Linked DNA regions of Mus musculus: regions 1, 2, 3, 5, 6 and 7 are each linked to region 4. A link is a contact called in public Hi-C, HiCAR-type, HiChIP or PLAC-seq and promoter capture Hi-C data. All regions are on one chromosome and are shown on one strand. The core of a region is the stretch at or near the end of the contact, and the rest is flanking DNA. Distances in the headings are between cores, read along the strand shown.

What was found. Promoter capture Hi-C pulls out the DNA fragments that hold promoters and counts their contacts. Hi-C and Micro-C count contacts between places; a contact is called where the count stands out from the background. HiCAR-type assays count read pairs that join an accessible place to other places. HiChIP or PLAC-seq counts read pairs in DNA pulled down with a chosen protein or histone mark. Capture Hi-C pulls out chosen DNA fragments and counts their contacts.
Region 1: a promoter capture Hi-C map of liver shows a contact between it and region 4, with 2.4 times the contacts expected there. The contact joins the promoter of Tmem35b here to the promoter of Zscan20 in region 4. A contact is called at or near these places in 6 of 39 promoter capture datasets (the 3T3-L1 cell line, the C10 cell line, embryonic stem cells and 3 more) and 1 of 9 other capture datasets (liver).
Region 2: a contact with region 4 is called in a Hi-C map of B cells, with 5 read pairs. The contact joins the promoter of Zmym6 here to the promoter of Zscan20 in region 4. A contact is called at or near these places in 2 of 39 promoter capture datasets (hippocampal neurons and stem cell-derived epiblast-like cells), 1 of 484 Hi-C or Micro-C datasets (B cells) and 2 of 115 datasets of contacts at active chromatin or transcription factors (astrocytes and large pre-B cells).
Region 3: an H3K27ac HiChIP or PLAC-seq map of thymic regulatory T cells shows a contact between it and region 4, with 6 times the contacts expected there. The contact joins the promoter of AU040320 here to the promoter of Zscan20 in region 4. A contact is called at or near these places in 2 of 115 datasets of contacts at active chromatin or transcription factors (astrocytes and thymic regulatory T cells).
Region 5: a promoter capture Hi-C map of liver shows a contact between it and region 4, with 4 times the contacts expected there. The contact joins the promoter of Pef1 here to the promoter of Zscan20 in region 4. A contact is called at or near these places in 3 of 39 promoter capture datasets (hippocampal neurons, liver and pre-B cells).
Region 6: a promoter capture Hi-C map of hippocampal neurons shows a contact between it and region 4, with 6 times the contacts expected there. The contact joins the promoter of Dlgap3 here to the promoter of Zscan20 in region 4. A contact is called at or near these places in 2 of 39 promoter capture datasets (the 3T3-L1 cell line and hippocampal neurons).
Region 7: a contact with region 4 is called in a HiCAR-type map of astrocytes, with 6 times the contacts expected there. The contact joins the promoter of Zmym1 here to the promoter of Zscan20 in region 4. A contact is called at or near these places in 2 of 39 promoter capture datasets (embryonic stem cells and hippocampal neurons) and 2 of 115 datasets of contacts at active chromatin or transcription factors (astrocytes and large pre-B cells).

The regions. Positions count from the first base shown.
Region 1 is chr4:127,124,506-127,127,598 of GRCm38.p6, reverse strand. It overlaps Tmem35b (transmembrane protein 35B), which reads right to left and starts at 1,556. Exons shown (of 3, transcript NM_001099319.2): 1 at 1,406-1,556. The coding sequence starts at 1,510.
Region 2 is chr4:127,075,732-127,078,971 of GRCm38.p6, reverse strand. It overlaps Zmym6 (zinc finger, MYM-type 6), which reads right to left and starts at 1,589. Exons shown (of 14, transcript NM_001285885.1): 1 at 426-1,589. The coding sequence starts at 515.
Region 3 is chr4:126,751,610-126,755,079 of GRCm38.p6, reverse strand. It overlaps AU040320 (expressed sequence AU040320), which reads right to left and starts at 1,310. Exons shown (of 21, transcript NM_133886.2): 1 at 1,085-1,310. Ncdn (neurochondrin) reads left to right here and starts at 1,651. Exons shown (of 7, transcript NM_011986.4): 1 at 1,651-2,109; 2 at 2,999-3,139. The coding sequence starts at 2,077.
Region 4 is chr4:128,608,315-128,611,623 of GRCm38.p6, reverse strand. Zscan20 (zinc finger and SCAN domains 20) reads left to right here and starts at 1,526. Exons shown (of 8, transcript NM_177758.4): 1 at 1,526-1,630.
Region 5 is chr4:130,105,535-130,108,856 of GRCm38.p6, reverse strand. It overlaps Pef1 (penta-EF hand domain containing 1), which reads right to left and starts at 1,301. Exons shown (of 5, transcript NM_026441.4): 1 at 1,207-1,301. The coding sequence starts at 1,230. It overlaps Gm40258 (a long non-coding RNA gene), which reads left to right and starts at 739. Exons shown (of 2, transcript XR_868200.3): 1 at 739-1,256; 2 at 3,268-3,322.
Region 6 is chr4:127,167,333-127,170,520 of GRCm38.p6, reverse strand. Dlgap3 (DLG associated protein 3) reads right to left here and starts at 1,317. Exons shown (of 12, transcript NM_198618.5): 1 at 1,156-1,317.
Region 7 is chr4:127,059,394-127,062,818 of GRCm38.p6, reverse strand. Zmym1 (zinc finger, MYM domain containing 1) reads left to right here and starts at 1,665. Exons shown (of 8, transcript NM_026670.5): 1 at 1,665-1,823; 2 at 3,160-3,309.

The sequences.
Region 1 (3,093 bases), core at 307-2,806, 1.5 Mb after region 4:
TTTATGTCCTAACCAGACCTCTCCATAGATGATAACCCAGCTCAAATCCCAGAAGAAGGGAGCAGGGCTTGGCTTTCCCATCTAGGGCCAGGGCCTAGGAAGGGCTACAGATTCTCTTTGTGCCAGGTCTAGTTTCTCTTCTCTCTGAATATCTGCAGGTGGGATGGATAGACTCCTTAGAGAATGACTGACACTTTCCATCTTCTATGCAGGTCCTGATTCTACTGTGGCAGACACAAGGAACAGCTGAGGGGGTGTAACACACCCTACTCAGACCCTTCCCTGGGCCTGCTCCACCCTCAGGACTGTTTCCTGTGGTCCAACAGCAGCCCTGCCTGTCCTACTCTGGCTTCCAAGGAGGGAGCTCCATACTGTCACCTACAGAGCTGCTCCAGAACCCCACAGCTGAATTGAAAGGGGGAAAAAAAGCACGGATTTTAAATTTACACTTTTATGCTGGGCTACAGTGACAGCTATCCTGGAGTGTATGTGGTCCAAGGGCCGCACATGAGACACACCTGCAGAGAGTTTAAGCTGTTTGGCTTTTACCATATCTATCCTAAAGAACCCACCATCTTAGGGAAGAAGAAAGAAGAAAAGAGGAGGAGGAGGGGAGGAGAGGAGGGGAAGAAGAAAGAGGAAAGGAAGAAGAAAAAAGGAGGAAGGGAGGAGAGGAGGAGGAGGAAAAGGAGAAGAAAATCGTAGTAGTACCCAGGCTTGGGAGGTGGCAACAGGGGTCTTCCACAGAGCCTGGCTTCTCTGAGGGTCTGGAAACTGCTGGTAGACCCTCTCGGGATAAGGAACTACAGTCAGTGACTTCTATGCTTCTGTCCCAGGCTGCGTGGGACACTGAGGAGTCTAGTTAGATTGGTCTACTTTGAGCCTTGCTTGAATAGCTGTGTAATGTTTTGGTAAATTACATTTTACCATCATGACTAGTTTCAAGCTTAAAAAAGATTTCTAAGGTAGGTAAGCCGTTAATCCCAGTAGTCTGGAGGTTGGGGTAGGTGGATCTCTGCAAGTTCGAGGCCAGCCACTACACTGAGTGAGCTCCGGGCCAGCCAGCCAGAGGGACACATTCAGAAGACCAGCTCAAACAAACAAACAAAAACCAAATAAAGTAAAATTCTGCCTCCCCAACCTGGAACAATGGGTTGGTGGATGTGGGGTGGAGAGGGGTGCTAGGTCACTTTTTCACTTTGTCTTCCTGGACCTCCTGAGTCCCATCACTTCTCCAACTCTAAATCGGCCTGGGGACAACATGCTCAGCCAGCAGTTAAGTCCCGTGCCCTCCCACCTGGAGAAGGTGTAGAAAATAGGAGGAAAGGCCCAGGCGGCCTCGAGCCCGAAGGCATGAAGCCCCCGGGAACCGAGCACACACTGTCCTTCCCCGGGTGCCGCTCACCATCTGTTGTGACACGGGGGCCGAGACCTGAAAGAGCTTGGCAGCCCCGGTGAGCGCGAAGAAGACGCCAAGCAGAACCCGCAACACGCCTACCCTGAACGACATAGCAGCGCCCGCCTTCCTGGACGACTCTTCCTCCCTACCGGAAGACTACAGTCGGTCCGGCCCGCCCACCCGGTTACGCCCAACTTTCAGCCCCGCCCACTGATGGCCACCTCCGCTAAGACCCGCCCACTGAGGCCTTTCCTTACAGGCTGTACTCATTGTGGAGGGTGCGGAGTATCGGGTGTGTGTCCACGCGATCTGGCCTTCAAACCCACCCGTGCTAGAGGAATCTGACACCACCCAACTCCCTGAGTGTCTCTGGGTCTGCAGCTGTATGGAAGTTGCACAATGGCCTTCAGAAAGTTACTAGAAAATCAGTGAACCCTACAATTAATGAGCAATAAAGCAGTAACTGTAAGTTTTTCTGGTCCACCTATGCCTAAAATACCTGCCCCTCCCATTGCTCAACCAAAAGAAAAATGAGAAAGATATTTAAAGAATCCCTTACTTGGTTGCACTGGCAAACAGAGGACCAATTTTTTCCGGTTGTCGAGTTTTTTAACACACACCCATAAGGAAAATAATAACATTCTAGAAATGATTAAGCAATGTTCAAGGAATTTTCACAACAATTGAAAATTATATAAAACTAACACCTCGGGGTACAAGGGTGAAAGTGTTGACCTGCATCCATTTGTATACCATCTATGGCTGAGCCACTGAATACTATCTGACCTTTCATGAAAGCTGGCTACTGCCACGCATGATGTGCCTGTAATTCCCCAACTAGTGAGGATAAGGCCTGAGGACTGCCCAGAGTTGAATGAACTTCACAGCAAGAACTAGGCTAGTGAGGACTATATCGCAAAGGCCAGTCTCAAAATAAAATAAAATAAAATAATTCCCAAGCCCTGGTCTATGGGTCCAAAAGAAGCCCTATGGTCTCAAACCCTCCCACTGTTCATGCTTACTGGCCACGTACTTGGATCTGCTTCCATCTACATAACTCTCGGAGGGCTGGCGATATGGCTGGTGACTAAAACTGCTCATGTTTTTAAAGTGCACATGCCTACTTGGTCATGCAGGAAGGTACTGGTTGCTGGCCTAACTTAACTCTGTTTTGTCACTTTTTTTCCCCTGAGTCACTTTCTCCTGTGATAGATAACCTTGGAAAGACAAAACTCACCCAAAAGCATAATGACAGTGAAGAAGCAAAGCCAGCTCCAAGCAGCAGCGAGTCTGGCAGAGCAGACCAGGCCTTAAATGGGGCAAATGCCACAGTGATGAGGCTAAAACCAAACTGCTCCCTAAAGTGGGAACCATTTGCAAAACTAGAACTGAAAGAACCATCAATCAGACGACTGTCCTTACCAAGAAGTCCGACTGTCAGGCGCCCAACCCTCCACTGTTCCCTTTTCCTGTGATATTTCAGAGTCCCAGTTAGTCCTTCAAACTAAGGTGGCATTGTGTCCCAGCAGTCAGGAAGCAGAGGTAGTCAGATCTCTGAGTTCTAAGCTAGCCTGGTTGACATGAGTTCCAGGATAGCTAGGGCTATACAGAGAGGCCCTGTCTCAAACAAAACAAAACAAAAACTGCTGAGGTGGGTGGGGTCAATGAATCACAATTTGTTCTTCCCAGCCCAG
Region 2 (3,240 bases), core at 340-2,839, 1.5 Mb after region 4:
AAGGGTAGGAGAGTGCCCAAGAAAGAACAAGACAGCAAGCAAAATGCCCAACTGGCTTTTAAAACCAAGCCACTCCTGGTAATGACAGAGCCTGTACTTGGATCTTTACCTCTCAGGGTCACCCTCCAGCAATCACGCTGAAGCAGGAGTAAGTTTCCAATGAATAAAGTTTGGAGGCTCCATTCATTTTGGACTAGCACTGACAATTGCGCACTCACAGCACTGGGAATATACTCTACTACTTAATCGTATATCCCCCAGCCTCCATAGGACTCACCTAACGCATGAAAAAAATTAATCAGTTGGGTTGTATCAACGTATAAACCAGCAACCATTGAGTACCATTCATTTCCAATTCTCCGGAATAATACCAATTCTAACGCTAATAATTTTTAGTATTTTGAAAGTCAAAAGAAAATGCTTACATGAGCATCATCAGGTTCTTCTTTAATTCTGTCCAGAAGCCCTTGTTGTGCCATTGCTTTGTCACATCCACCATCCAAAGGTTCTTTCATTCTAAGTGCTTATGCCGAGTTCTTATCCCATCTAAAACTAAGATGACGCCTAAAACATAATATAAAGGATTGGTACTTGGGTTTTGTTTTCCTTCATACTAACATGTTAATAGCTTCAGGATCGAGCATTTGAGCAACACCCTTCTGGGACTAGGACTAACTGTTCTTTTTGCTCCTGGATTAGCTACCTTCCAATGAGAAAAGTCTTAGACAAGCACTATGGTCTTCACTATATTGGAGGTTGTTGCGATACAGACTGGCTGAACACGCCACAGGAGGACCCTAGCAAGTGGACAGCTGGACTCAGTACTTAATTTCTGATTGTGTGGACACTGACATGTGACTCATGTCTGCTCCAAGTGAGGCCTCACCTTTGCCTCTACCTCAGCCTGCACTAACAATAAGAACCGATTTCTCATCCTAAAGCCACTTCAGAGCCTCAGACGTCATCACAACTAGAACGCTAGGTTCCCATTTAGAGGTGGGCCAACTGGTCATTCTGGAGGCAACTCCCCCTAACGTCTTCCTATAAACCAGTGATTCTCAACATTCATAAACTCGGTTAATGTGGCGACCCCCAACTATAAAATTATTTCGTGGCTCCGTCATAACTGTAATTTTGCTAATTGCGAATTGTAATGTAAATATTTGATATGCGACCCTGTGAGGGTTGAGAATGGCTGCTAGAAACCCCTGTCTGGGCTCTCTTCAGATTCCCAAACGGTAGTACAAATGTAAGCCAAGCTATAAAGGAAACCCTCGCAAAAGGCCTGTCATCAATTCCAGCCAGCCATAGAAACAACAGGTTTTTTAAAACCCTGTTGCGAAGCCGGGTCGAGAACTTTCCACCACTTGCCACAGTTGTAACACTCTACAGGCGCGTATCCCTCCTCTGAATGTCGCAAGCTCTCCGGCGTTCCCGTTCGCAACCAGAATTCCCCAGCCTGTCCCCCAAAGGCCAGAGGAGGAACTCAGTCTCCAACGGAGCGCGCGAGCCGCCAACTGCAGCGAGCCTGAGGATGCTACGGCACCACCGCGGCGCAGCCCGCCGCCGGTCACGTGATGAGCTGCCACTCCGCCCCCGCCAGAAGGGGACGGTCCTGTCACGTGAGGTTACCCAGAACTTCCTGCGGCGCCTAGTCACGTGGAGGGCCACGCCCCGTTTGGGCACGTGGTACGTTGCCCCCTCACAAGCCCACAGGCCTGAGCGGCTTTCTCTAGCCCGGTAGGACACCCGCCTCCAATGAGACGCCAGTCGGAGAATGCACAAAAGCATTCAAGGTCTCAGGTGGGGACCATGACAAATTACTTTACTGGAATCGCCTGAGGAATGGCAACGCAACGCCTTGACAACTGCGCGTGCGCACTCCTATTTATGCGCTAGACCTGAGGTAATTGGACGTTCCCGGCCTTCATTCCCGCCCTCTATTCCCATCATGCCCTAGACCTAGCCGTCCCAGCATTCTCACTTCCGATATGATTGACTTCTTAAAGAGACAGGGCTGTGGAAAAAAAAAACTGGAGGGCTGTAGAGTTGGCCCAGTGGTTAAGAGCACTGACTGCTCTTCCAGAGGTCCTGAGTTCAATTCCCAGCAACCACATGGTGGCTCACAACCATCTGTAATGGAATCCAATACCCTCATCTGGTGTGTCTAAAGACAGCTACAGTGTACTCATATACATAAAATAAATAAAATCTTTAAAAAAAGAAAAGAAAAAGCTGGAAGGAGAAATGGAGGAATGTCAAAGCTCAGAAGTGTTAGATGGAGCTGTATATGCCCTTCTCCATTTTTTAATGTGCATCACAGTTGAGGAACATAGGAGAAAGATGACTAGCGCTCAACCATCTTTCTCTTTTTTGGCCTATAGTCAGGACAAAGTCTCATAGCTCAATAAACCAAGAAAATCCCTCACAGACAAACTCAGATACCTGTCCCCAAGTTGATTCTAAATCCCATCAATTTAATAAGATTAATCATCACATGTGAACCTGAACCCCACTGGAGCTGGACTCCAGCACTTAAGGGGCAAAGATCTAAAATGAGAGAAGGCTGAGCACGAAAGATACTAAAGGGCATGGGAACAGGAGGATTCTGATTTGAGGAGAAGGGTCAACCAAAACAAAATTGTGTGAAAACACCAGAGGAAATCTACCCATACATGGTATTATAAATTATAATCAAATATTAGAGACAGTACACATAGTTTCTATTTAAAATGTATGTTTTTGTTTTCTATTATTTGATAATTTTATGCATGCATATGTGCTTTGATCAAATCCCTTCCCCTGTCCCCTGCCATTCACTCTGCCTTTTCAAACCCACTTGGTCCACTTAGTGATGTCTGCATGTGCATGGGCTTATCTTCTGCAGCATGGGTGTCATCTCATGTCCCATATCCCTGAAGAAAATGGACTAAATATCAAAGCGTTATTGCCGGGCATGGTGGTGCAAGCCTTTAATCCCAGCACTTGGGAGGCAGAGGCAGGCAAATTTCTGAGTTCGAGGCCAGCCTGGTCTACAGAATGAGTTCCAGGTCAGCCAGGGCTACACAGAGAAACCCTGCCTTGAAAAACCAAGTATATATATATATATGTGTGTGTGTGTGTGTGTGTGTGTGTGTGTGTATAATGTTACTAAATTCATGTTTTAAAAATATCTTCTCTGTATGATTGATGAGGTTTGGTTTTTTTTTTTTTTTTTTTTTTTTTTTTTTTTTGGTTTTT
Region 3 (3,470 bases), core at 61-2,560, 1.9 Mb after region 4:
ACTCGACAAATGAAAATCTAGAAAAGCTCCCGGTAGTTCTGGCATTTAGGGCGTTACAAGTACACCCGAAATAAAAGCACGCTGTTGCAGCAGCTGTTCAGATACAGCAGGGGGTAATGTTTACTTAATACTTCAGGTTGATGGGGAATGTATCATAGTTCAGTCTGTCAGCTACATACGTGGAACTCCATTTATATACACAGCGATAAGATATGTTTGAATAACGACAGAGCCGGTCTATTCAACGGGTGTGAGTAATCAAGAATAAAGCTTTAAGAAAGAAAGAAAGAAAGAAAGAAAGAAAAAAGTCCTAGATGTTTGAGAAAGTTACAGAACAGACTGCATGAATAGCTTTGCTTATATTTGCAAACACTGTTTTCCAAATAGCTGGAAAAATGAACAGATTGTTCTAGGAGGTCGTCTTTCCAATTTGTTCCTAGTTTCCAGTCTGTTAATCACAAGATAGCACAAGGAGAGTCAGCTAAGGAGCTTTAACAGCTTCTATTGTCAGTTGGGCACAACCACCGTGAGATGAGACCAGGCAAAGCATTCCTGGAACCCCGCCTGAGGTCTTCTACTTTGACTTCCTTCAGTTCGCTTTTTGTGCTCACTGCAGCCACCGCAGGACCCTCTAAGGGGCATAATTGTCAAAATTCTCAAGGAGGAAGGTTTTCGCCAACGAGCCCAGCCCCGCCCCCTTTATTCTGTATCAACTTTTTTTTTTCCCTTTTCTTTTCTTTTAATCTCGATGGGAAGATCATCAAACACCAGAGACAGCAACTCGGGACGAGGCTGCAGAGGTCGAGAGTATCATAAGGACCGCAGTGCCTCAGCCTGGTCTGCCCATATGTCAGGGAATAGAGGGAGCTGCCTGACCAGGCCTGAGTCCCAAAGCGGAGGGGTTCAGATTGGGACTCTGGCACCTGCAAGGCTAGAAGCAGCAGATTTGTCCTGTCCCAGCCAGGAGCGCCATCTCCGGGTCCCAACGCCGGACCAGCGTACCCGAGGCATCGCCCGTCCCGCCTCTGCCCCTCCCCTGAGCTCCTGGTCCTCGGCCTGGCAGTCAGCCGCCCCGGCCACCTACCGGGGCTCAGGGCCACATAGAGGGGTGCCGGCTCTCGGCGGCCTCCGCCTCCTCCCGATCCATGGGCTCGGGGACCCCCAACCTTCTCTCCCCTCACGCAGAGGAGGAAGAAGGAAGTGCTGGCTCCCCACCCGGACAGCTCCCTCTTGCCTCAGCCTCCCTGGACAGCGACCGCGGCCGGAAACGCCGCCTCCTTCCCACCTCCCGGGGCTCAACCCGGAAACATACTCTTCACGCTGAGCCAGTCCTCCTGCCCCCACCCTCCGGAAGCGCAATTCCAGCCGCGAGCCCAAAAGTGGGAGGAGGGGCGGCGCTGAGGGGAGAGCTACGCACAAGCGAGGACGTCCGGGCCCTCAGCCTTTGGCCGCGAGCCCTTGCGGGGCGGCCCGCACCTTTCCTCCTTAGCTCGAGCACTCAGGCCCCAGACTCGGGCAATTGCCCACAAGCAAGATGGCCGCACCGGAGGCGCCCCCCTACTGCTTAGCGCCCTGCTGTGCCATTGGTCAGAGTGCGGAGTGAGCCCAGCGCCGATTGGTCGAGAGCGATGCGGGGGTGGGGGTGGAGCTGTAGCAGCCTGGAGCCAAGAGTGGGCAACGCGGCGTGAGCAGCAGCCCCAGGCTCCCGGAGCATCGCGCCCGGAGAAAGACTTCGCCGCTCGGGGCCGCAGCCTGGTGAGCTCAGCCCCCTTCAAGCCCTCCCCTGCATCTCAGCCGGAGCCTCTCCGAACCGGCGCTGATCGATGCCGAGACTCCCCAGGGACCCTATCGCGACTCCATCGTGCCATATCTCGACATCACCGTACCCTGTCGAGACTCCATTTTGTCACAACCCCTTTCAGTATTTATCTATCTACCTATATATTTTTTTAAATTTGCCCTATCATATTTGGGGGCTGTCCCCTTCATGTCGTGATTTCGCTGTGATCTCTCCGTGACATCACCGCGCCATCGTGAAGTGTGATCTCATCGCTGCCCTGTCGTTCGACTTCATCAATGTCGTGTTGTGACCTGGCTGCGGCGGGACAGGTGGTGACCGCCAGGATCCCTTCTCCCCTTCTCATCTCTCCATCACTGCAGCCCCGCTTCGATTATCCGGCTTTTGGATTCTGTTATCCTGAGAGCCACCCGACCCCTCTTTCCTTCTCCAGCCAGTGCCGGCACCCACAGGCTGTTAGCGGGACGGACAGGGAGAGTACAGGGAGCACAAGGGGTTAATGTTGCTGCTGCTGCAGCAGCAGCTGCAGCTCCTGCTCTTGCAGCCTCTGCAGCCTCTGCAGCCTCTGCCCGAGGGAGGGAAAGAAGAGAAGGCAAGGAGGCTGCGGGGGCGATTAAGAGCCCTGGCTGGAGGGGTGGGTCCACAGGGGAGTCTTCAAAGCCTTCTCTGGAGAGCTTGCCTTCTCACTCCTGCTGAAGCCAGTCTACTTTCTCTGAAGAAGGGAGGGGAAAGGAACCCTAGAATGTCCTTTTCTTCCTTGTCGGCGTGAGTCCGGATAATCGAACTTGACCCGTGTCTGTCTGCATTCCTCCCTGTCTGTCCTCACCGCTCACTCCTCGTGTGCCTCCTGGAGAGAGATAAAACCCGGTGTCTGGTGCCAGGGGCTGCTGAGCAGTTGGGCCAGCTCCTTCCCACTTCTAGACTGGTGAGGAAAGCTGTCCAGCTGAGCAGCGGCATGCATGGTCCTCATATCCCACTTTTCTGGAGGTGACCTTGGACCAGGGTCCCTTCTTCATCCTAAAGAATTTGTAGGTCCAGCCTCTTAAAGGGGCTCCCCCAAGGGAGGTCAGTCATGAGGAAGCCACCCTTCCAAATCCACCCCCCCTCCCTCTGTGCTAATCCCTCCCTACATCCTCCACTTCCACCCCCGCCCCCGCCCCTCCTCTGCAGAGGGATGCTCAGTCCCTCTTGTGTTCACAGTTGGGCAAGGCGGGCATCATGGCCTCGGATTGTGAGCCAGCTCTGAACCAGGCAGAGAGCCGAAACCCCACCCTGGAGCGCTACCTGGGAGCCCTCCGTGAGGCCAAGAATGACAGCGAGCAGTTTGCAGCCCTGCTGCTAGTAAGGACCTGGAAGGTGGGAGGGCTGGTCAGGAGGGCCCCCAAAGAATGGGGTCAGCAAGTCTCCAGGGGTATCTAAGTGGTATTGGCAACCCGGAGGTACCAAAAAAGGCCTGAGACCTCTACCTTTGTACTCTGTTCTCTTGAGAATGGGGGAAGGGGAGAAGAGGGGTGAATAAGACTGTGGCATGGGACCACGGAGGAGGCTGCCTGGATTTGCTTTTTGGGGCGTCCCGGAGCAGATGGGAGCTGACTCATAGGGTAACAGCAGCAGGTTGTAACTAGTGCAGAGTACTTGTGGGCCGGGGTAGCTTTTCCTCGACCTGAGAGAG
Region 4 (3,309 bases), core at 277-2,776:
TTCAGTTCAGTAAGAGACCCTCACTCTAGTAATCAGGGTGGAGAATGCTCCAAAAAGGGCATTCATTTTGACCTCAGGCCTCCACAGGCACATGCACCTGCATGCACAGTGCATCTATCCACACAAACATGTTTACAAAAGAGGCGTTTGGAGTTTGCTGGAGGCTTTGCAGCTAGGGAGTATCAAGGCATAGATCCCACATTGAAAGCAAGTGGCTGGACTCCATGTTTTACCTACATATTATCTTTAATCTCCCAGGAACCTACCCTGAGATGGAGGTTTTGTTCTGTCACCTAAATTTTACAGCTGAAAAAAAAAAAAGACAATCGTGATGGAGTTGTTTGTTTGTTCAAGGACATACAGATGGGATGTATGAATTGGGGTTTGAATCTATGGCTGACTGACTACAAGACCCACATTTCCAGCTTCCTATTAGATGGCTCATACCTCAAGAGTATTTACAGTGTTTATCATAGGGTTTCTATTGCTATGACAAAACGCAGTGACCAAAGCAACTTGGGGAAGAAAGGGTTTATTCGGCTTACACTTCCACGTTGTAATCTGTCACTGGAGGGAGCCAGGATAGGAACTCCCACAAAGCAGGAACCTGGAGGCAGGAGCTGATGCAGGGGCCATGGAGGAAACGCTGCTTACTGGCTTGCTCAGTCTGCTTTCTTACAGAACCCTAGACCACCGGCCCAGGGGTAGCCCCACCCACAATTGCCTGAGCCCTCCACTATCAATCATTACGAGAAAGTCCCGCAAGTTCTCCCATAGTCCCTCTTATGAAGGCATCTTCTTCACGGAATCTCTCTTTTCTCTGATGACTCAAGCTCGTGTCAAGTTCGCATGAAACTAGCCAGGACCGTGGAACAAAGCAACTAAGTATTACACTAAGATTATTCAGCTACAGGGATTAACGTGTTTCTGACACCCAGGGATTCAAACTCCGTAAGACTAATTTACATAAAAATGGCTAGTATCTGCTATCTATAGTTGGATCCTGGATCCGAATTAACAGTTCTAGGTTTATTGCCTCACTGATGCCTCACATAAACCTGTCACATGAATGCTATTATTCTTACTTCACAAGTGAAGAGGTGAGATATAGAACTCTGCCAAACCACTCAACTAAGTTGTGAATTTGTGAATTTGAAATTGTAGTTACAACAGACAAACTCTCTCTTGCCCAATAGATGGTCACTGTATTCACCCTCTTTCCTTTTTTTATTATTTTTCCCTACTCTCTCCAGCTCAACCCAGGGGGCCCCACGCTTCTTCAGTAGACCCCGACCCCACGCCCTTCTAATCTAGACTCCACCCAGTAGGCGGCACCGTCACCGCAGAACCAATGGAAGAGAATAGTATCGAGCTACACCCCCCCAGGCATTGGCCCTGCAAGATTTGTTCCGGTACCAGAGCGCCTGAGAAGATGAGGCACTCATTGGCTGACGTCATCTGAGAGGCGGCCGATAGAGGAGTGGCCACCGGTGCTCGCGCGTTGCCTTTTGGGAGTTGTGGTCTCAGAGATCGGGTTCCAGGGCTGGCGGCGCTGGGACTATGCGTCCCAGCATCCCCTGCAAGAGCCCGGGAGCACTTCCGGCCTGTTGAGAAGTGGGTGTCTCTGTGGGTGAGTCTGGGTGGCGGATGGGGTGCAGTTGAGAATCAGGCGCTGGGCTGGAGGCTTTGGAGGTGGTGGTACCCGCGGGGGAGGGGAGCTGGGAAGGTGAGAGGGGAAAGCAAGCATCGTGGCGTGTGTGTGTGTGTGTGTGTGTGTGTGTGTGTGTGTGTGTGTGTCGGGGCGGGAGTGCGGGCGGGCAGAGGCTGCAGCGTGTGGAGATGGGCAGGGTCACCGAGGGGTCGGGATGAAGAGTGAGTTGGAGAGGCGGGCAGTGAGACGGGTCTTACCGAGGTCTGTGGGTAAGGTGGTAGAGATGCGTTTTGGCTGTGAGGGGAAGTTACCTTAGGGTCTAGAAAAGCACAATCAAGGGAAGAGAGAACTCAAGGGCCCTGGCAAAGAAGTGAAGAGGCCCTGAGCGGAAAGTCTGACCTTAAAATAGTGCTTCATTCTCGACACCTGCGTTCATGTCATCTGTGACGGGACTGGCTATTGTGTTCAATCCCAAACCTGTACTTCTTTCCTCATAACTGATAGAAGTGAAAGGCATCTTTATCTACTGACCCGCCCACCCTCGACTGACCCGCCCACCCCTGCTGACCCGCCCACTGACCTACTTGTTTTACCAGCTGATTCCACCTGCGCCTGCATTCTTCTTCATCCACGCCGTTTGCTGTACACTGTTCGAGGCTTGCCATTTCTTTAGTATCTCTTAAAATGACCTCTGTCTTCCGGGAGCCTCTGCAGAAGTGTCCACATTTTCATTTCTCCAACTCGGAGAAACATTGCAGCTAGTGTGATCTGTTGAAACCCTCAACTGTATACCTTCCGTTTGTTCTCCAGCTTGGAATCCATCCCTGGCATGCAACACGTGTTGAATGGAATCTGATCTAGTAGATTCTTCATAATGCTCTTTGCAGCCCACTTTTCCCATACTGCACGCTCCGGGGCTGCCAAGGTGTTTCCCATTCTCCAGGTGGGCCATTTTGCTTCTCTACTATTTCATAGCCTGCCTCTCTGCTGTAACCTCCCTCCCCCATTCTCTCTGCGTTGTACTCAAGAACCAAATCAACAGTTCCTTAAGCAAATTGCCACCTCCAACTTCCCAGCTCCCAAATCACACTTTCTTTATGACATTGGATTAATATAATTATCTGTGACTTTTAAATTTATTAATTATCATTATTATTATTTGTCTCTTCCACTAGATAGCTTCATCAGGGCAGGCAGTGTCTGGATCATCTCCATTTTCTTTGGTCCAGCCCAGAACAGCAGACATCTAATGTAGATCCAGCAAATGAGTAAAGACTTGGTGAATGTGGGCTAAAGACTCTCAGGGGGAGCTTTGTTAGACCACGTTTGAAAATGGCTACGGACTTCCAGGGCTGTGAGCTTCAATCTTCTTCCTGACATCGATATCTGCTGGGAGCTGAGGTTGTTGGGGGCTTAAGGACAGTGTTGGCCAACACATAGGGATGCATACAGCGGCTTCCTTTACCTGAGGCCCGGCAGCCATTGCTAATTGATCACAACATATATCCATATGGAGCTCATTTCTCAGCAGACTCCTCTAGGTAGCTTCCCCCATGATGGAGGATGGTCGGCTAAGTGAGGCCTATCTGCCACCCCCAGTTCCAGTCCTTAGATGCGAGTCTCCCCTCTTACAGCCATAGATTGCATAGTTAGCCCAG
Region 5 (3,322 bases), core at 52-2,551, 1.5 Mb before region 4:
TGCTGAAAGGCCCAAGAAGGTTGATCCCCAAGACCCACATGATAGAGAAAAAAATAATTCCTGTGCATGTGCACATGTGTAGCCGCCCTCTCCCCACCCCCAACACACACACAAAGTAAATGTAAGAAATGCTATATAAACCACATAGGCCTTTAAATATCTTTTAGTCTGTGACTATGGCCAATCAAAGCTTGGTAATAACCCATTTGACTTTGCATTCCACTTTCCATACATGAGACTAATCTCTTAAACTACTCTGTGATCAGGACGATTATTTTGTCCAAATTATTTCGAAGTGAGGGGCCTGCTTTGAAAACTCCTACAAAGTGATGTTACACTTTACCGTATAGCATAGCATATGCCTACAGGAATCACATCGTTCTTCCTAATAACTCTGTGAGGGGTGGACTCTTACTACTTGGTCCATTTTATGAGAGGAAACTGGATCAGGAAAAAAAAAAAAAAAAAAAAAAGACTTAAAACTAATGCGGCAAAGATCTGGCTCCACTTTTAACTCAAAACTGCATTTGGCACCTCTATGTCACCTAATTCTGGCCACAAAATAAATCACACTGAAATGATGTTCCCGGCTGGTTCAAGGCAGGCTAGAAAGGAAGGAAGAAGCAGTTGCAGACAACCCAAGTTCTGACCTTGGCTCTGCTGCCTAACTACTTGGTAACTTAGATAAACTCCATATCTTCTCTGGGTTTCACTTTTCCTACGTGTGAAAGGACGCTGGACAACCGTGAGGGGTGTAATCTCACTTCTGGTACCTCCTACCACTGATTGTCCCGAGATTATTCGGTCGCAGGACGGTGCTGAGAGAGTCGGGCAACTTGTTTTTATCAAGTTACGCCCAGAAAGACTCCAAGGGAAAAAGAGCTCTAAACGCCTCGAGAGCACAGAGGACTCCGCCCCACGGAGACCTGAGTTAAGCACCCTGGTCCGGTTCAGCCCGGATCAATTCACAGCAAAACCCCCAAAGCCAGTTTTGCGCAATATAAACAACCCCTCGAGTGGTCCTATGTGACGTAAAACGAGCGCGACGGACTGGCCCTCCTGTTTCTCGCTCACACAGAGTCTTGTTGAAGTAAACCTCTGCGTGAAAAGGCTGCGGATCAAGTGGGGAGAAAGAGCCGAGGATGGAGAGTGGTACCGGATCTATAGACAAGCCCAAATATTGACGCAGGGGCCACTACAACTCACCTGTCCGTTTGGATAGCTGGCCATGGCGGTTATGACGTCACACAACTGTGGTAGGCGGAGTTTCCTGCTCCCAATGCCGCTCCTGGTTGGATTTTGGGGCGGGTCCGATTGTGATTGGACGGACAGGCTGTCAATCTTCCGGTCAACAAACGGAAGTCACAGGCGGTGAGCTGGTACCTTACAGAGGGCTGGGTAGGAGTGTCCGGAAGTGTTGTTGACCGTAGTGGCTCGTTTGTTTTTATTTTTCGTGACCTGCAGCGGACCTCGGGCCTGGCCAGCTGTAGTTATCTAATGGGGAGACTTGGTCAGTTGTTTCTGTGGTGGCCATATTATAACCTGGCAAGGCCATATTATAACCTGACGCATATTAGTTACGTCACTGTCGTGATCACTTTACTTCTAACGCCCAGGCGGTTGCCATGGCTACTGAGAACTTAAGCCTTTCCTGGAATGCAGGTGCCATTTAGAACGTGGGTACTAAACAGACCCGTGGACAGTGGAGAAAGGTCAGACCGCCAGAAGAGAAGGAAAATTAAGATGTCACGGTGCTCCTATCTTTATGTATGGGGAAACTGAGGCTCAGAAAGGCAATGACTTAGTTACCTAAACTCACAGTGAGTTCCTCAGCAAAGTACGGCCTAGAACTAGTGTCAGTAGATGACTAGGTCTCAACAAGGAGGTTTTATTCCCTCTGTAGGTCAAATCACAGTTCCTAAGTTACCAACTTTCCTGTACTTGGCTCTTGGGGTTTAGGTTCTAAACTTGGTTGCATGTTTATTTGATTAGTTACATTCCCACGTGGCCGGGCCTGGTGGCACATGCCTTTAGTCTCAGCAGGCAGAAGCAAGCATACATACATAGACAGTTCCAGTCTAGCCATGGCTGCATAATGAGGCTCTGTCTCAAACAACAACAGCAGCAGCAGCAACAACAAAAACTCTCATGTGGACAAGAATTGTGTTTGATTTGCTTATAATTGTATCCCCAGTATCTACAGTGCCAACACTATACTTTTTAAATAAAAAGTCCTGAGCTTTCAATCTAGCCAGGCACTTTCCACAGTCCCACTGCTGATCGTGGTACTGGCCATAGGACAGTCTGCAAAGCACGGTCCTCATCCTTACCTGCAGAGGAAGACAAGTCTGGTGATCCAGTTCCTTCGTGATCTGGCCCAGCCTTACCCACCAGCGCCCCGCTGGCTTATTTCTTTGCTCAGCTTCCCCCTCAGCACTGGCGTTAGTGAGCAGATCCTGTTGTTCGTTTTCTTTTTTAAACAGTTTCTAGCTGTGTGATCTTGAAGAAGTCATTTAACCTCTCTGAGTCACAGTTTTCTGGAATACAACTTAGGAAAATGCTAACTTAAAAATGAACTAGTCACAGCCTCTCACACTCAGGGTTACAACACTCATTCATAAAGACCAATGGCCTCTCACATCTACTCCTCCTGTCCCACCCTCTCTTTAACACCTCCCCCCATGGCTCCCAGCTCATTAGCCACTCCTCTCAGTCCCTCCAGTACTGCCACTGTGTCGCAGTCTAGCCCAGCGTAAGAATTCTCTGATCATTTCCACAAAACTCATCCTTCCTGTCTCAGAAAATAAAATATATATATGTATGTATATATAATCAATCATCTGGTTTTGCTCCATGTTCCAACCACCCCTCTGCTCCAGGACCCCTCTGTAGTCTGGCCTCATCGCCAATGTCTTTTTAGTGAACTCCAGCCCCGCTCCCTTCTCCATGGAGAAGCCAGAGTGGGTGCTTTAAAGTGTGAATTCGATATTGTCGTTCTCTAAACTCCTCTGAGGGTTTTTTGCCACTCTTAATACAATCTAAACTCATCCCTATGCCTTTATTGGCCCACAGGACCTCTCCCCAGCCTGTGACACCGGCCTCACTGACGCCACTGCTGTGCTTGCCAGTTTACTCCAGCCATGCTGGCCTGGCCACCACCCCAAAACAAACCCAGCGCATTCCATCTCTAGACCTTTGGATTTGAGCCTCTCTTTGTTTAGATTGCTTTCCCCTTCATTTTCCACTCTTTTCTTTCTTGTCATCCAGGTTCCAGTTGAAATACTACTACCTTGTGAGTGGGGCATCCTCAACACCACACCTA
Region 6 (3,188 bases), core at 68-2,567, 1.4 Mb after region 4:
CCTAGACTGATACAGATACATTCTTCTATTACTACTTCAAGGAACTAAGTACAGACCCACCTGAACCGTGAGCTAAACCAACGACCCAGAACTTGGAGATTTGGGACTTGGAACTCTGGGAAAAAGCCACCTGCTCCAATGACTAACAAGGTAGATCTTCCTCCTGGCCTCCTCATTCTAAAGGGCCTTTGGCCAAGCATCATTGAAATAACACAAGCTCCTAGTACTCTTCACCCTCCCCCAAAAAAGTATCCCCACACACAGGTATACAGCCTTAGGCTCACCACCAGCAGGGACTCAGCATGAGGGAAAGATACCAGTGACTTCGCAGAGGGTGCCCCAGGAAGTAGATGAAGGTGCAGAGTGCTCTTGTCTGTGTCCAGGATAAGGAGACTCTGGAGGGAGGGGGCGGTCTGACCTCGGGAAAAGTAGGATCTTCCCGTGCTAAGTCCCACCAAGAATGGGGGCGGGGCAAAACCCAGGTGTGGGTGAACCCTGCTTGGATGTATTCCCACACAGTCACACAGTACACATACCCAGACCCATTCACAGAGATAGTCGCACATGCACATGCACACGCACGTCCATTCATACACACACACTCAGACACCTACATACACAGCCACACAGTGCCAGCACACACTCAACCACACATATGTCGACAGACTCATGGACGGTTAACACCCTGAACGCTCACTGCATTACACTCACTCACCCACAGACCCACACGGTGACACCCTCATCACATGCACGCTCACACACCTGCAGAGGAAACTTCTTTCCGGATCTCCCCAACACCACGACTTCCCCCCACAGCCAGCAGGCTACTCCCTCCCAGACCCAAGCTTCCATTCCAGCCGGGCAAGGGCTGGGCGGGCGCTGGCTGGCCTCCCGCGGCCCCAGCCGGGACAGCGCGTCTGCGGAGCGCGTGGTCCCCAACCCGTCCCCGGGGTCAGTCACGCCGGCCTCCAGGCCCAGGGTGAGGCCGGGGGCGGCCGCAGAGGCCCAGCCCCTCCCCCCCATCTCGGGGCCGGAGTCCAGGCCGCTGGAGCCCCGGGCGTGGGCGGCGCCGGGGCTGCAGCGGGGCTGAGCCTGGGGGGCGCTGCAGAGGGCGCGGCAAGCGCGGCCCGATCCCCACCCCTCCCGGTTGCTTACCTGGCCCGGTCGGGCTCCAGCCGGGGTTACATGGTGCCGGCGGCCCGGGCCGGGGGCGCTGCGGCTGCGGGAGCGAGTGCGGGCTCCCGGACCCGACACTGCGGAGCCCCCGGCGGAGGGGCCGCGCCAGCTGCGGAGCCCCGAGCGAGTGCTGAGCGGCCGCGGGCGCGGGAGCCGGAGGCGGCCAAGCCACGGAGGCTGGATTTCCCGGGGACCAGGACGGGGAGGCGGGGGGATCCCGCCCGCGCGCTCCGCCCCCGCCCCCGCCCCCGCGCAGGGCGGCCGAGCCAGGAGCCCGCGACAGGGAGGGGGCCCGCGCTCCCCGCCCCCGCAGCGGCCCCGCGAGGACCGAGGTCGCAGCCGGCGGGCAGCCGCCGCGGTCCCGGAGGAGCGCCCGCGTCTCTGAGCGACAGCGCCGGGGAGGCCCAGCTCGGGGGTGCGAATGTGGTCCCCCGGGTCGGTGTGTACCGAAGACCCAGGAACCAGCACATTCGGTGTCACGACCGCGCACAGCAGACCTGGGCACCGGGACCCAAGCCCAGAGCGCGGGCAGCTGGGGGAGACACACGGCTGCCTCACCGAGGCAGTCACACCCTGAATGTCACACACAGCCTCCCCCTCGCAGGCACGTCCTCTTAGGCTCCTGTCCTTAGTTTCCCGGGTCTGTAAACCCGACCCCAGCTCTTGGCCTGGGCTCTAGGAGTCCCCCTTCTCCGCACTAGTCCCTTCTGCCCCACCCCTGCCAGGGCGGGGCGCTGTGCCTGGCCTCCGAGTCTTTGACAGGCGTCCCTCACCCACAGTCCGCCAGCGGAGGCAATCCCCAGTGTGCAGGGATAACCCCGCTATACCTGCCGTCTTAGCTGGGGGCCCCACCCGTGCCCACTGTGCCCGCCCACCTCTGGGCCCCGAGCCAGGGGCTGTGCCATGGCGGGGGTGGGGTAGAGGGGGGAAAGGGGACTGTCCGAAGCACAGCGCGAAGCTGCAGAGCCAGGACACAAGCTGCAGAAGCGCTGAGAGCTGACTGCAGCAGTCCCTGGCTGGAATCCGTCTTGGCGCCCAGAGCAATGCTGTAATGGGGGGGAGGGGGCCGCGTGGGGAAGCCGCAGGAGGAGGGGCTGAGGAGATGGGGGAGGGGCCGGTTCTGAATTCTGACTTTCCCGGCGGGTGTTGAGGGCACGCGGGCGCTCCAAGTTGTGGTAGAAGGCGAGCTACATCCTCTACCTTGTCTGGTATTGAAAACTTAAGGTGGTGAGGTGTGGGCTTTGGAGCCTTGAGACAGTCCACCACCCTAGGGACAGACCTTGGGAGATGTTCTGAGTCAGGGTCCCCAACAATGACTCCTATTTCTCTGTATTTCTTTGGTGTCACTGTCTCTCCTCCTTGAGTAACCGGGCAAACTGAGGCACGGTAAGTAGAATTCGTGGGTCCTAAGGAGCTAGAACCTGGAGCCAAGCCCACACCCATTCCCTAGAGGGACCTTTTAAGGTGCCACATTACATAAATGACAAAAAGGGACCTAGAGGACCCTTCCCCCGCGGGAAACCAAGCAGTCTAGTGAGATGAACAGACTAGCCAACTATCTTACCGCCCACGAGACCACTTCAATCGTCCCTTCAATCATGTAGTGAGGCTGCAGACAATTCCCAGACCAGCATTTATTCAGCCAAGAGCAGATGTCAGAGAAAGTAAGATAGAAAGTTGGTTCAGGAACACTTTGTAGAACTGAGAGAAATGTCTCATTTCCCATGGAGCATAAGAACAGTCATCATGTAGAATGCTAAAAGGTACCGCCATGCTCTGTCAGTTCTAAGACGTATTCTGTAAACCGGAAGGCATTTTACAATGAACACGGACATTTAGTATACAGCTTTTTCTTCTTTGCCATTACCAAAGAGCTATGTTTTCACATTGAGAACCTAAGGGCTGGTGAGGTGGCTCAGCAGGTAAGGATGCCTGGTGACAAACCTGATGACTGCGTTACATCCCCCAAGCCCACACAGTAGAAGGAGACAATAACTAATTCTCCCAAGTTG
Region 7 (3,425 bases), core at 416-2,915, 1.5 Mb after region 4:
AACAAAACAAGCCGGCGAGTGGTGGTGCCCATCTTTAATCCCAGCATTAGGGAGGCAGAGGCAGGCGGATTTCTGAGTTCAAGGCCAGCCTGGTCTACAGAGTGAGTTCCAGGACAGCCAGGGCTACACAGAGAAATCCTGACTCGAAAAACAAAAAAGAGAGAGAGAGAGAGAAGGGGGGAGGGGGAGAGAGGAGAGTGCGTAGAGCAAGTGAAGGCTATGGTGGTACATACCTTTAATTCCTACATACCTTTAATTCCAAGCTCTCAGAAGGCAGAAACAGGCAAATCTCTCTGAGCTCTAGGCCTGTCTACACAGTGAGATTCTGTCTCAAAGGAAGGAAGGGAGGGAGGGAGGAAGGAAGGAAGGAAGGAAGGAAGGAAGGAAGGAAGGAAGGAAGAGGTGAGAGCCAGTCTTGGAGGGCAGAGAATCTCTGAATTTGAGGCCAGCCTGGTCTATAGAGTGAGTTCCAGGACAACCAGGGATACACAGAGAAACAGTGTCTCAAAAAAAAAAAAAGAAAAGAAAAGAAAGGAAGGAAGGAAGGAAAGAGAGAGAGAGAGAGAGAGAGAGAGAGAGAGAGAGAGAAAGAAAGAAAGAAAGAAAGAAAGAAAGAAAGAAAGAAAGAAAGAAAGAAAGAGAGAGAAAAGATAGATGGAAGTTATGGTCAAAGACAAGATGAATAGATCATTAAACTTTATATTTTTCTTTACTATTAAGACTTAGAAGCCGGGCGTGGTGGCACACGCCTTTAATCCTAGCACTCCGGAGGCAGAGGCAGGTGGATTTCTGAGTTCGAGGCCAGCCTGGTCTACAAAGTGAGTTCCAAGACAGTCAAGGCTATAGAGAAACCCTATCTCGAAAAACCAAAAAAAAAAAACAAAAAAACTTAGAAATAATCAAAATGATCTGCTCCCTCCTTAATTCTTTAGCTATACCCATCTGTCCCTACTTTTTCATTCCTCTTTTTCTGAGACTATTTACAACCATGTTTTTAAAGTTGTAACTCAACATCTGAGTCACTAATGTTGCATTAGCCCTTAATTTTATTTATGTATGCATGTATGTATTTATTGTGTTTATGTGCACATTGCGGAGGTCAAGGAGCAATTTGCAGGTATCTGTTCTCTTCTTCCACTAAATGGATTCCAGTGACAGAACCCTGCTAGTCAGACTTTGCGGTAAACTCCTTAATAGGCTCTGTCATCTCGTTGCTCTGTCTCAATCCCCCAGCTTTTGTTGTTCCGTTTGTAAAATAAGGTTGGTTTTGAATTTTTAACCACACACCTTCATCTTACAGGCCTGTGCCCCCTCACTCCTGCCTTTAAGGACCCAAATATGCCCATGTGATGACATATTCCCTTAATACCAGAACTAGGGAGGCAGAGTCAGGAGAACCTCTCTAAGTTCAAGACCAGCTTGGTCTGCATAGTGAGTTCCGGGACAGTCAGGGGTACATAAGTGAGACCCTGTCTTAAAACAAAAAAAAACAAAAAACAAAACAAAACAAAAAACGAAAAACGGGCAGCTAAGGTGACATTAAGGATAGCCTAAAACTAAACCCCCCTGACCCGCCCCGTCAACCTCTCCTGCTTAGTCCATCCCCCGCCTCCGCGCCCCAGGCGGACCGCGGTGCGCATGCTCAGCCGCAAAGGCCTCCGGGAGAGGGGCGGAGCCGGCGGGGTTGTTTGCACGGCAAAATGCGAGTGGGCGCTTCCCGCCGCTGAGTTGGAGACAGATCAGCCATCCTCGTGGAGCCGCTCAGGCCCGCTTTTCCAGAGAGAGGCGGCATTTCTCCCGTCCTGAGGAGGGTGACGCGACAGGTAGGAAGACCACAGTGTCAGGAGAGTCGTGCCCCCGGCCTCCAGGCTTCTTAGCGTCCTGGCCTCTGTGCGGTGACTGAGCTTGGTGCGTTTGGTCTCTTGCGGCTTCTTTCTGTAACTGCCTTCCGTTACACCTGTGGCTCTCTTTCCATTAAGCAGTGTATTTTTCAGACATAAACAGATTGGGTGTGTTGGCCCTTGCCTTTAATCCCATCACACGAGTGGCAGGGGGTTCTCTGAGTTCGAAGCCAGGCTGTTCTATAAAGTCTGTTCTAGGCCAATCAGTGCTACTTAATGAGACCTGGATTCAAAAAACAAAAACATCGGGCTGGAGAGAGATAGAAGCAAATAGTTTTATCTGTAGAGTTCTGTGAGTGAAATTTGCAGGTTAGCGCTGGCGGTGGCTGCCCATTTTTCTAATCCTGGCAGGGAGGCAGAGGCCATTGGATCTCTTAGTCTACAGTGCTAGTTAGAGGACCTTGAACATTGTTACTTGTTACATTGTTACTTCCAAATATTTCCAAGGAACTTTTCTTTTTTTAAGATTTATTATATGTAAGTACACTGTAGCTGTCCTTAGATACTCCATAAGAGGGCATCAGATTTCGTTATGGATGGTTGTGAGCCACCATGTGGTTGCTGGGATTTGAACTCAGGACCTTTGGAAGAGCAGTCGGCGCTCTTAACCACTGAGCCATCTCGCCAGCCCCCCAAGTAACATATTTGGACTGTGGTTCATTGCTGGTAACTCATACCAATAGTAAGAGATTACTGTACATTTGTTTGTTTGTTTGTTTGTTTGTTTGTTTTGGCTCTGGGGATGGTTGAAACTGGCTATCATGTTGCTCACAGTTACCTTGAACTCCTGATCTTTCTTCCTCTGACTTCCAAGCTCTCCTATTTTGGGATTTTTTTTTTTTTTTTTTTGAAATGTAAGGAGACTCTGTGAAGAAGAAAAGGGCAAGTGAGATGGCTCAGAGGGTAAAGATTCTTGCCCCCAAATCCGATAACCTGTTTGATCGCCAGGCCCTACATGGTATGAGGAGAGAATGAACTACCATAGGTTGTCTTGATATGTGTGTTTCTACCACCCCGAAACAAATAAATAAATGCAACTTAAAATTCCTATGTTGAGAACCCGGAAAAATGGCTTGGTGAGTAAAGGTGTTTGCAGTCAAGCCTGCCAGCCTGAGATTAATGGCCAAGACTGACTTCTCCACACATGCCATGCATCATGAGTACAGTCCCTTACAAGCATGCACACTTCCAGTGGTAATTAATGTAACTGTTAGAACTTTTACTTAATTATATGTGTATGCGTCTATGTGAATTTCAGCACACCACATGTATTCAAGAGCTGGAGGAGGCCAGAAGCTGGGGTTAAATCTCTTGAAACTGGAGTTACAGGTGCTGGGAACTGAACCCAGGTCCTCTGTAAGAGCAACAAAGTGCCCTTAACCAATGAATCACCCTTCTAATCCTAAATGTAAGTCTTAAAATGTTTCTTTTTTAATTGGGAAATCCTGGGTAAACGGGAAGGAAGCACACACAGCACACCATAGCCTGGTGTTCGCTCACACAACACTCCATAGCTTGGTGCTC